Linked DNA regions of Sus scrofa: region 1 is linked to region 2. A link is a contact called in public targeted proximity ligation data. All regions are on one chromosome and are shown on one strand. The core of a region is the stretch at or near the end of the contact, and the rest is flanking DNA. Distances in the headings are between cores, read along the strand shown. Region 1 overlaps MAB21L3 (protein mab-21-like 3). Region 2 overlaps LOC110260338 (a long non-coding RNA gene).

What was found.
Region 1: a targeted proximity ligation map of skeletal muscle shows a contact between it and region 2, with 5 times the contacts expected there. A contact is called at or near these places in 5 of 47 Hi-C or Micro-C datasets (embryonic fibroblasts, fetal heart ventricle, liver and 1 more) and 2 of 2 datasets of targeted methods (alveolar macrophages and skeletal muscle).

The regions. Positions count from the first base shown.
Region 1 is chr4:104,584,833-104,588,867 of Sscrofa11.1, forward strand. The region is part of intron 6 of MAB21L3 (protein mab-21-like 3); the gene reads right to left. Among named protein-coding and RNA genes, the nearest start is that of MAB21L3, 40 kb to the right of the region's middle.
Region 2 is chr4:104,349,513-104,353,266 of Sscrofa11.1, forward strand. It overlaps LOC110260338 (a long non-coding RNA gene), which reads left to right. Exons shown (of 5, transcript XR_002343472.1): 4 at 2,952-3,068; 5 at 3,660-3,754. Among named protein-coding and RNA genes, the nearest start is that of ATP1A1, 33 kb to the right of the region's middle.

The DNA of each region.
Region 1 (4,035 bases), core at 914-3,413, 240 kb after region 2:
GGCTCAGATCCCACTTTGCTGTTGCTGTGGCTGTGGTATAGGTCGGCAGCTATAGCTCCGATTAGACCCCCAGCCTGGGAACCTCCATGTGCTGCAGGTGTGGCCCTAAAAAGAAAAACAAACAAACAAATAAACGAAACATGAGGGAATCACCAAACAACTTTACATTCAGAAATCTGATTATTTATTTGTCTCTTTTAGGGCTGCACCACCAGCATCTGGAAGTTCCCAGGTTAGGGGTCGAATCCGAGCTGTATCTGCCAGCCTACACCACAGCCACAGCAACTTGGGATGCAAGCTGTGTCTGCAACCTACACCACAGCTGGCAGCAATGCCAAATCCTTAACCCACTGAGCAAGGCCAGGGATCAAACACGCAACCTCATGGGACCAACCAAGAGTTCAATTCACCTGTAAAAGAGAAGACTTCCAAGCCTTAAATGCTTGCTCTCCGTGTCTTTTCATCTCATTATTTTCTTTTCTACTGTGAGAGTAAGGTCTTTCACCACGACCCGAGGAAACCCTCGGGGGTGCTAGTAGAAGAGCAAGAAGGAAGATGACCACAGCATTCCGAGCTGTTTTCTCTAATTCTCTGCAACTTCACTAAACCCCTTGTCTGAGAGACCCTCGACTCCCCATCCCTGCCCTTCCCATGGAAGCATGTCTGCTCATGGAGGGGGAGGGTGCACCTGGAGGGGGCCCGCTGGGGTGCTGCCGATTGACCTGTTTGGGAGGGGTGGTGATATGCCAGGAACACACCAACAAAAAGTGTGCTACTGAAAGACTGTATCTTTTGGTGTATCTCTCCCCTTCTTTCAATTCAGTTAAGATTTATCAAATATCCAGAGGCATATTTGATAGCCAGCAATTGCTTATATCCCTTCTTCATCAGAGAAGTAGATCGTTAAGGCATTTTTAGAGAACGTGCATTAAAATGGAATCACAGCTCAAGATGCTGTGGGAATTTCTGCCAGAATGCTAGAAGCCACCAGGAAACCCTAGCTTATTTCCCCTTGGTCACCCTACTGAAACCACATCTCGCTGGGGTGATGGTGGGCTCAGGCTTGACTCTGGCTGCTGTTTCCCAAGGCTGAGTCATCCCACACCAGCCTCACAGGGATAATAAGCTGGCAAGAGGGCTGCAGGGGCGAGAGAATTCTGGAAGGCACAGAAGATGGCAAAATGAGTCCGAGACTGTGTTGGAAGGGGCAGGCGGCTAAGGAGGAAGTTTACAGGGTCTTCACAACTTGTGCTGGGTGAGCAGGCGAACAGACAGGCCACGTTTCACACATTTCATGCACCAGCACCAGCAAATCACAGCAAAGGGCAAGAGATGACTCCATCTGGATCTTTCTGGGAGCATGAGGAGGCACAGGGCATGCTTTTGAGGGATATCACTTTTTTTTTTTTTTTTTTTTTTTGCCTTTTAGGGCCATGCCCTCAGCATATGGAAGCTCCCAGGCTAGGGGTCAAATTGGAGCCACAGCCACAGCAATGCGGGATCTGAGCCACCTCTGCAACCTACACCATAGCTCATGGCAATGCCGGATCCTTAACCCACTGAGCGAGGCCAGGGATGAAACCCGCATCCTCATGGATACTACTCAGGCTCATTACCACTGAGCCACAATGGAAACTCCCTAGCAAAGTCAATTGTGTGGCTCCTGGGCTTGAAGCAACAAATCCTAATGGTTGGAAGAGGCATGACCCTGGGGGACAAATTTTAAGAAAGAGTAAGAAAGAACCCAATTGCTTCTCAGGCAGCCTAAGGTTACCCTGAGAGCTCAAGACTCTCTTCCTCAAGAATCATGAATGATAGATTCAGAAATAATATTTTAAAATATCCCTCTATCCAGAAGCTTTCTTCTTTGCCGGGGGTGGGGGGTGGGGGGACCTTAGCCTGCCTTAGTGTTCCCCAAACAAATCCAGTATGAGGGCCTAGAATAGTCCTGAACTGATTTCAAGATTATGGGGGACTTTAGGGAGTTCCTTGGCGGCCTAGCAGGTTAAGGATCACTTAGCTTGCTAGTCACTGCTGTGCTGAGGGTTTGATCCCTGGCCTGGAGGTCATCTTTATAGGCAGGTATGGGAGCTGTGATGTTCCAGACACAACAGGAGTGTGGGGACCAAGAGGGGCCGGCTGGGTGAGGGACCATGGGTTCGGCTGAAGTGTAGGGGGAGTGTGGAGGGGTTGGGTTAGATTAGGTTAGATTAGGTTAGGTTAGGCTGCGATAGGTTAGCTTAGGTTAGGTTAGGTTAGGTTAGATTAGGTTAGGCCTGCCTCAGGGAGGCCCCAGATGGCTGTGTTTGTTCACTCGGTCACAGGAACCCATTCAAGTGTCTGTAGTGCGAGAGGCTGGCCAGAGATGGGGGTTAGTGCTGTGACCCAGTCGTGACACTTTATCTGGGGAGAGTGGAGAGTGAAAACAGGGTGTTAGAGGCAGCAGCAGGCGCTCCTGTGAGAGGTGACAAGGGCCTGAGCTGGGGAGAAGTGCTGGGACTATGCAGGGAGGGCACTTCCTGTAAGACCAGCCTGCTCAGGTAGCAGCAGGCGAAGGACTATGGCAGCTGAAGGACAGCAAGGCCACAGAGGCCCCGGCTCCTGGGCCAGAAAGAGAAAAGGGCAACGAGTTAGGCTGAGAAGAGGGCACCAAGTGTGTGCTTGGGGCATCTGAAGGTTGAAGGCCCAGGGGGATGTGTAGTGACAATGACCAGCCAGCTGTCAGAATGTAGAGATATGGGTGTGGCTGACAAGCCCTCTAATCACTGAGCCAAAAATAGTCCATGGAGCAGAGCTGGGGAGCCTTTTAAGGCAGCCTGCAGGATTACGGTCCCTCTGACGGGACCCTAGAGCTCACTCCTCTCTACAGAAGGGGAATCTGAGGCCTAGACGGTTTGGGTGACTGCCCAAGGTCACACAGCCAGTTTGTCCTCCCTAATTCTTACAGGAGGTCAATGAACTTTTAGGTGATTGAAAAATTAAAATACAACAGTTCAGAGCTCCCTGGTGGCTCAGTGGGTTAGGGATCTGGCACTGTCACTGCTGTGGCCTGAGTCACTGCTGTAGCACAGGTTCGATCCCTAGCCTTGAAACTTTTGCATGCTGTAGGTGTGGCACCCCCCCCCCCAGTAAAATAGCCCCTGGCCTGCCTCTAAGTACAAAGCTGATGAGGGTACTGTCGTAAGGAAATAAAATGGTCTCTGTTGCCACCCAGATAAGAGCAAGCTTCGAAGGAAATTGGGTGCAGGACGGGTGGTGGCTTGGATTTTATTTGCTTTTTGGTTTCTGCGTGCTTTGTCTCTTACAGCAACCCCCTCCACCTCCACCCCAAGGGCCACAAATAATGATCAACTTGTTCTGAGTCCTGAATTCATAACCTCTCGCTGAGAAAATGTTTCCAGACTCCTGGGAAAGGGAGGGCAGGGAAAAAAACCAAGCTTCGTCCTGGACCCCACATTCCTTTCTTCCTCACCGAAAGGCCATCGGTCCAATTACAAACTCCAGGACTTTTAAGAAAAGCAAACAAAAGCTGAACCACATGGCAAAGGTCACCCGGCCTGTGAGGGAGTGAATGATTAACTCCCTGGAAAGTGAGTTTTGAGGATTTTTTTAACAGCGTTCAAAGGTGCCACTTAGAAAAATTTAGCTCAGGGCAAATTCTAAGCGTGGCTTTCACTCCCACCAGGGTCCCATGTGACCCCCTCCCCCCCCCTCCTCTGGAGACCTTGACCCCTGTCCACGTGAGGAGTGTCCTATGCCCAGAGCCCTTCCTTCCAGGCCCTGCTCCCTTCGTTCCTGTGGGCTCTTCAGGCAGCAGAGCCAGCAGGAAGGGCCTAGGCTTCTGCTAGGAGCCCAGGTCCCCGTCTGCATTGCCTCCGCCTGTCTCTACTGCCATTGGCACCGGGCACCGTGAGAACTTCATTAGGGTAAATGCACAAAACAGCGGCTTGGTTTGCTTCCAGAGGGGTGGCCTTGGGGGAGTTTCGCTTTCTCCTTCAGCCTCCACGGGGTCATCAGCAAAATGGGTTGATAAAG
Region 2 (3,754 bases), core at 984-3,483:
CATTCAGTCATTGCGGAAGCTCTGACTATGCCAGATGTCAGGGAGGGTATGGCCTGGACCTTGTACTCAGGAACTCTAGTTCCCTGGGAAGGAGCCAAGCCAAGAAGCAGAGGCCTGGGGGGGGGGGGGCACTGAACCTTTCCCAAGGAGCAAGGCCTGAATGGTACCTGGAAAGGAGAGTTGATTCACCAAGAGAATACAGGTTGGGCCACGGTTGGGTTGGAAGAGGGATGCCAAGGGGACTGACTTGTAGGATGGCAGGGGAAGCAGTGTGGAACATGTTACAACAGCCTAGGGGTTTGAAGGGCTGGGCAGAGAAGGGTTTGTGTGCCAAGGTCAAGGGTGAAGACATGAATGGTGAGAGGCAGCCAAGTGGAGCTTGGAGGAAGGGGTAGAGCTTTGGTGTGCAGGTTTTGACACACGTCAGAATCACCTGTAAGGTGTATCCAAACAGATGGCTGGTTCTCCCTTCCCTCCCCAGAGTTTCTGATTCAGCAGGTCTGAATCAGAATGCATGTTTTTTTTGTTTGTTTGTTTTTTGTTTTTTTTTTTTTGTTGTTGTTGTCTTTTTGCTATTTCTTGGGCTGCTCCTGCGGCATATGGAGGTTCCCAGGCTAGGGGTTGAATCGGAGCTGTAGCCCCCTGGCCTACGCCAGAGCCTCAGCAACGTGGGATCCGAGCCGCGTCTGCGACCTACACCACAGCTCACGGCAATGCCGGATCCTTAACCCACTGAGCAAGGGCAGGGACCGAACCCGCAACCTCATGGTTCCTAGTCGGATTCGTTAACCACTGCGCCACGACGGGAACTCCCAGAATGCATGTTTTTATCAAGTTTCCAGGTGATGCCGGTCTAGAGGTGACGCTCTGAGGGCCACTGCTTGAGAGGAAGGTGGAGGAGAAGGAGAGCGCCCAGGAGGCTGTTGCAGATGGCCCGAAGGGAAGGGCAGTGGTGGCAGAGGAAAAGGTGTATATAGCACCAGCTGTGGTGCTGATCCCTTCGTGTGAGCTCACATAATCCTTTTAACAACTCTGAAACCCCACCTTTATTCTAGAGTAAGTGAAGCACAAAGAGACTAAATTCTGGGGCGTTCCCGTCGTGGCTCAGTGGTTAACAAATCCAACTAGGAACTGTGAGGTTGTGGGTTCAATCCCTGGCCTCGCTCAGTGGGTTAAGGATCCGGTGTTACCGTGAGCTTGTGGTGTAGATCACAGATGCGGCTCGGGTCCTGTGTTGCTGTGGCTCTGGTGTAGGCCAGCAATTATAGCACCAATTAGACCCCTAGCCTGGGAACCTCCATATGCTGCAGGAGGGGCCCTAGAAAAGGCAAAAAGACAAAAACAAAAACACAAAACTAAATTCTGTGCCCATGGCCAGTCGGTGACAGGGCCACTGTGTCCAGGCTTTTATGACACAAAGCCCGTGTTCTCAGCCACACACTGGAACCAGCAGATGTTGGGGATTTGGTGATGGGTGGGGTAATGAGGCAGCAGCAAAGTCAGAGCGAGGTGCCTCGGTGACTTCCAGGGTTCTGAAGTGGGAAGCAGGGTGACAGATGTCATCGCCTACAGCAGGTCGCTTTTGAGGGAGCTCAAACTCAGGTTTGTCACTGGGGCTGAGACTACAGTGTGCTGTGCTCTTTCTGAACAAATACAGATGTCAAGGCGACAACCGGATTTACAGGACTGGGGCTCAGGAGGGGGGACCAGCCTGGAGAGTTGCAACGCATCACGTAGGTGGTTGATTGTGAGACCCCAGGCTGAATATGAGTCAGGAGAGGGGTGGGGACCTCTCCGAGGAAACTAGCAGCCCAGGGGCAGGTGAAGATGAGGTACAGGGTAAGGAATGGGCAGAGGTGACAATGGAAAGGTAAGATGGCTGTGATCAGGAAGCGTGTGATGGAATCACAGGTGCTGGAGAGGCCGGGGGAGGACTTGGGGGGTGTCCAGTGGATGAACAAACAGTGGTGACCGCCACCAGGACAGTTGAGGTGGACCAGTGCTAATGGGAGCCAGCAGGAGGTGGTGCAGGGATGACAGGCGGTGAGCGAGCAGAGGCAAGAAGATGGTTCCTGCTCTTAAGAGCCTGTCCCTGAAAGGAAGGCGATGGCTAAAGACACCAGCAACCAGTAAGGACACTGAAAGGCAAGAGCTGAGATAATGAGGTGGCCCAGGGCACATGCGGTCAGGGCTCAAGAGGTGCCTGGGCTGGGTCCGGAGGGCTCAGGTGGTGATGTGTTGGGGCAGACGGGGGCTGGGGTCAGTCTATAGGAGCTGTTTCCCTTCTGGAGCAAGTTTTAGCCCCCACTGACAGGCTGACGTCAGAGTTTGAGTCTCAAAGGGTGAAAGGAGGCCCAGAAACTTGCTGCCTGGAGGAAGCTTGGAAAGATCTGGCCCTTCAGGCTTGGCTTGGGGCCAGGTTTCCTGTCCCTTATCTGAGGCCTGTAGATCAAACGTTTGGCTGGGAAAGTTTTTATTCAAAGGACTGTGGAACAGAAAAAGGCAGAGATAGTCTGGCGGAAAGAGGGCGGGGTTCTGGCCTGTCCTCGTCCTGCTCTACCCTACCCCCCATCCACCCCAAGTCCAGGGTGGCTGAGGAGCGCTGGCCAGGAAGCTGGCCGGGGTCACCTCACGTCTACACTCCCAGGCTGCTTCACATGCCTTGAAGACAGGGAATACCCATGACCTTCATTAGTGCGTTCACTGGGCAGCGGTCCAGGGGAGCCAGAAGACAGGCGTGTGGGGAGGAGGGGAGGGGAGGGCATGCCTCCGACAAGGCCGTGCCAGTGTAAGCACACGGCACCATGGGTGCCCTGAACCGCCGTCCTCAGGGGGCCCCAGTATCCACTGTCTCCCTGCCCTCTGGGCCTGGGATCTTAGCTCTTAGCTTTATCCTGGCTCCTTATGTTGGTCTGAACAAACCACTTTCTTTAAAAATGATTTGCCTGCAGGTATAGAGGCCATTCTGGAAGAAACGTCCCGAGAAAGAGCTGGCGGATTGGACTAAGAAGGCAGAGACCACCCTGCCCTCCCAGTTCCCCTAGAGGGATAGGCTGGGGCAATGCCCGGTGAGTGTCTGGGAATCACCTGTTCCCTTCCTGTCTACACAACTTACCAGTGAGCAGCACAGAAGGGTGAACAATGCACTAAGCTTTTCAGAGAAGTAAAACCAACTTGAACCCAGTCTCTGATCACCTGGCAGATCATGATGATTGGAGCTAGAAATAAGGACCCCCCCCCCTACTTATTATGTCTGCACGAAGCCTGGATGGTCTTGATGTATGGGTAAGCAGCACTCAGGCCAGCGCTGAGGGGCCGTTTACTCCATCCACCTCTTTGGAAGCAGGAAGGCGGTGTTCTTTGACTTGACTCTGATGTAAACAGATCTCGTTCACTTGTTTTTTTCTTAAGTATCTTCTAGCACAGAACCACTTTCTAAAAGAGAGCTAGCTGATGCCAAATTAGAACAAGTTTTGTGGAGAGAAGCACGCTGGGATGTGCACACAGATCCCACTATGTCCACAGGCTTCCGTTTCTCAGACAAGCTTGGTCTAGAGATGCTTGAGGATGGTGGTGGTGTTGATTTGAGGGCACAGGTGGGGCTGGGACGAGGATGGGAAGAGGAGGGCCGCCTCTGACGGCTTGAAAATCCCTGACAGGTACGTCCGTGATGGGGGCATTTCAGCCACAGGACCCGCAGCAGCCCACGGGAGAATGGAGCAGGTAAGCTCGGCTCCTCAGACTTCCAAGGGCA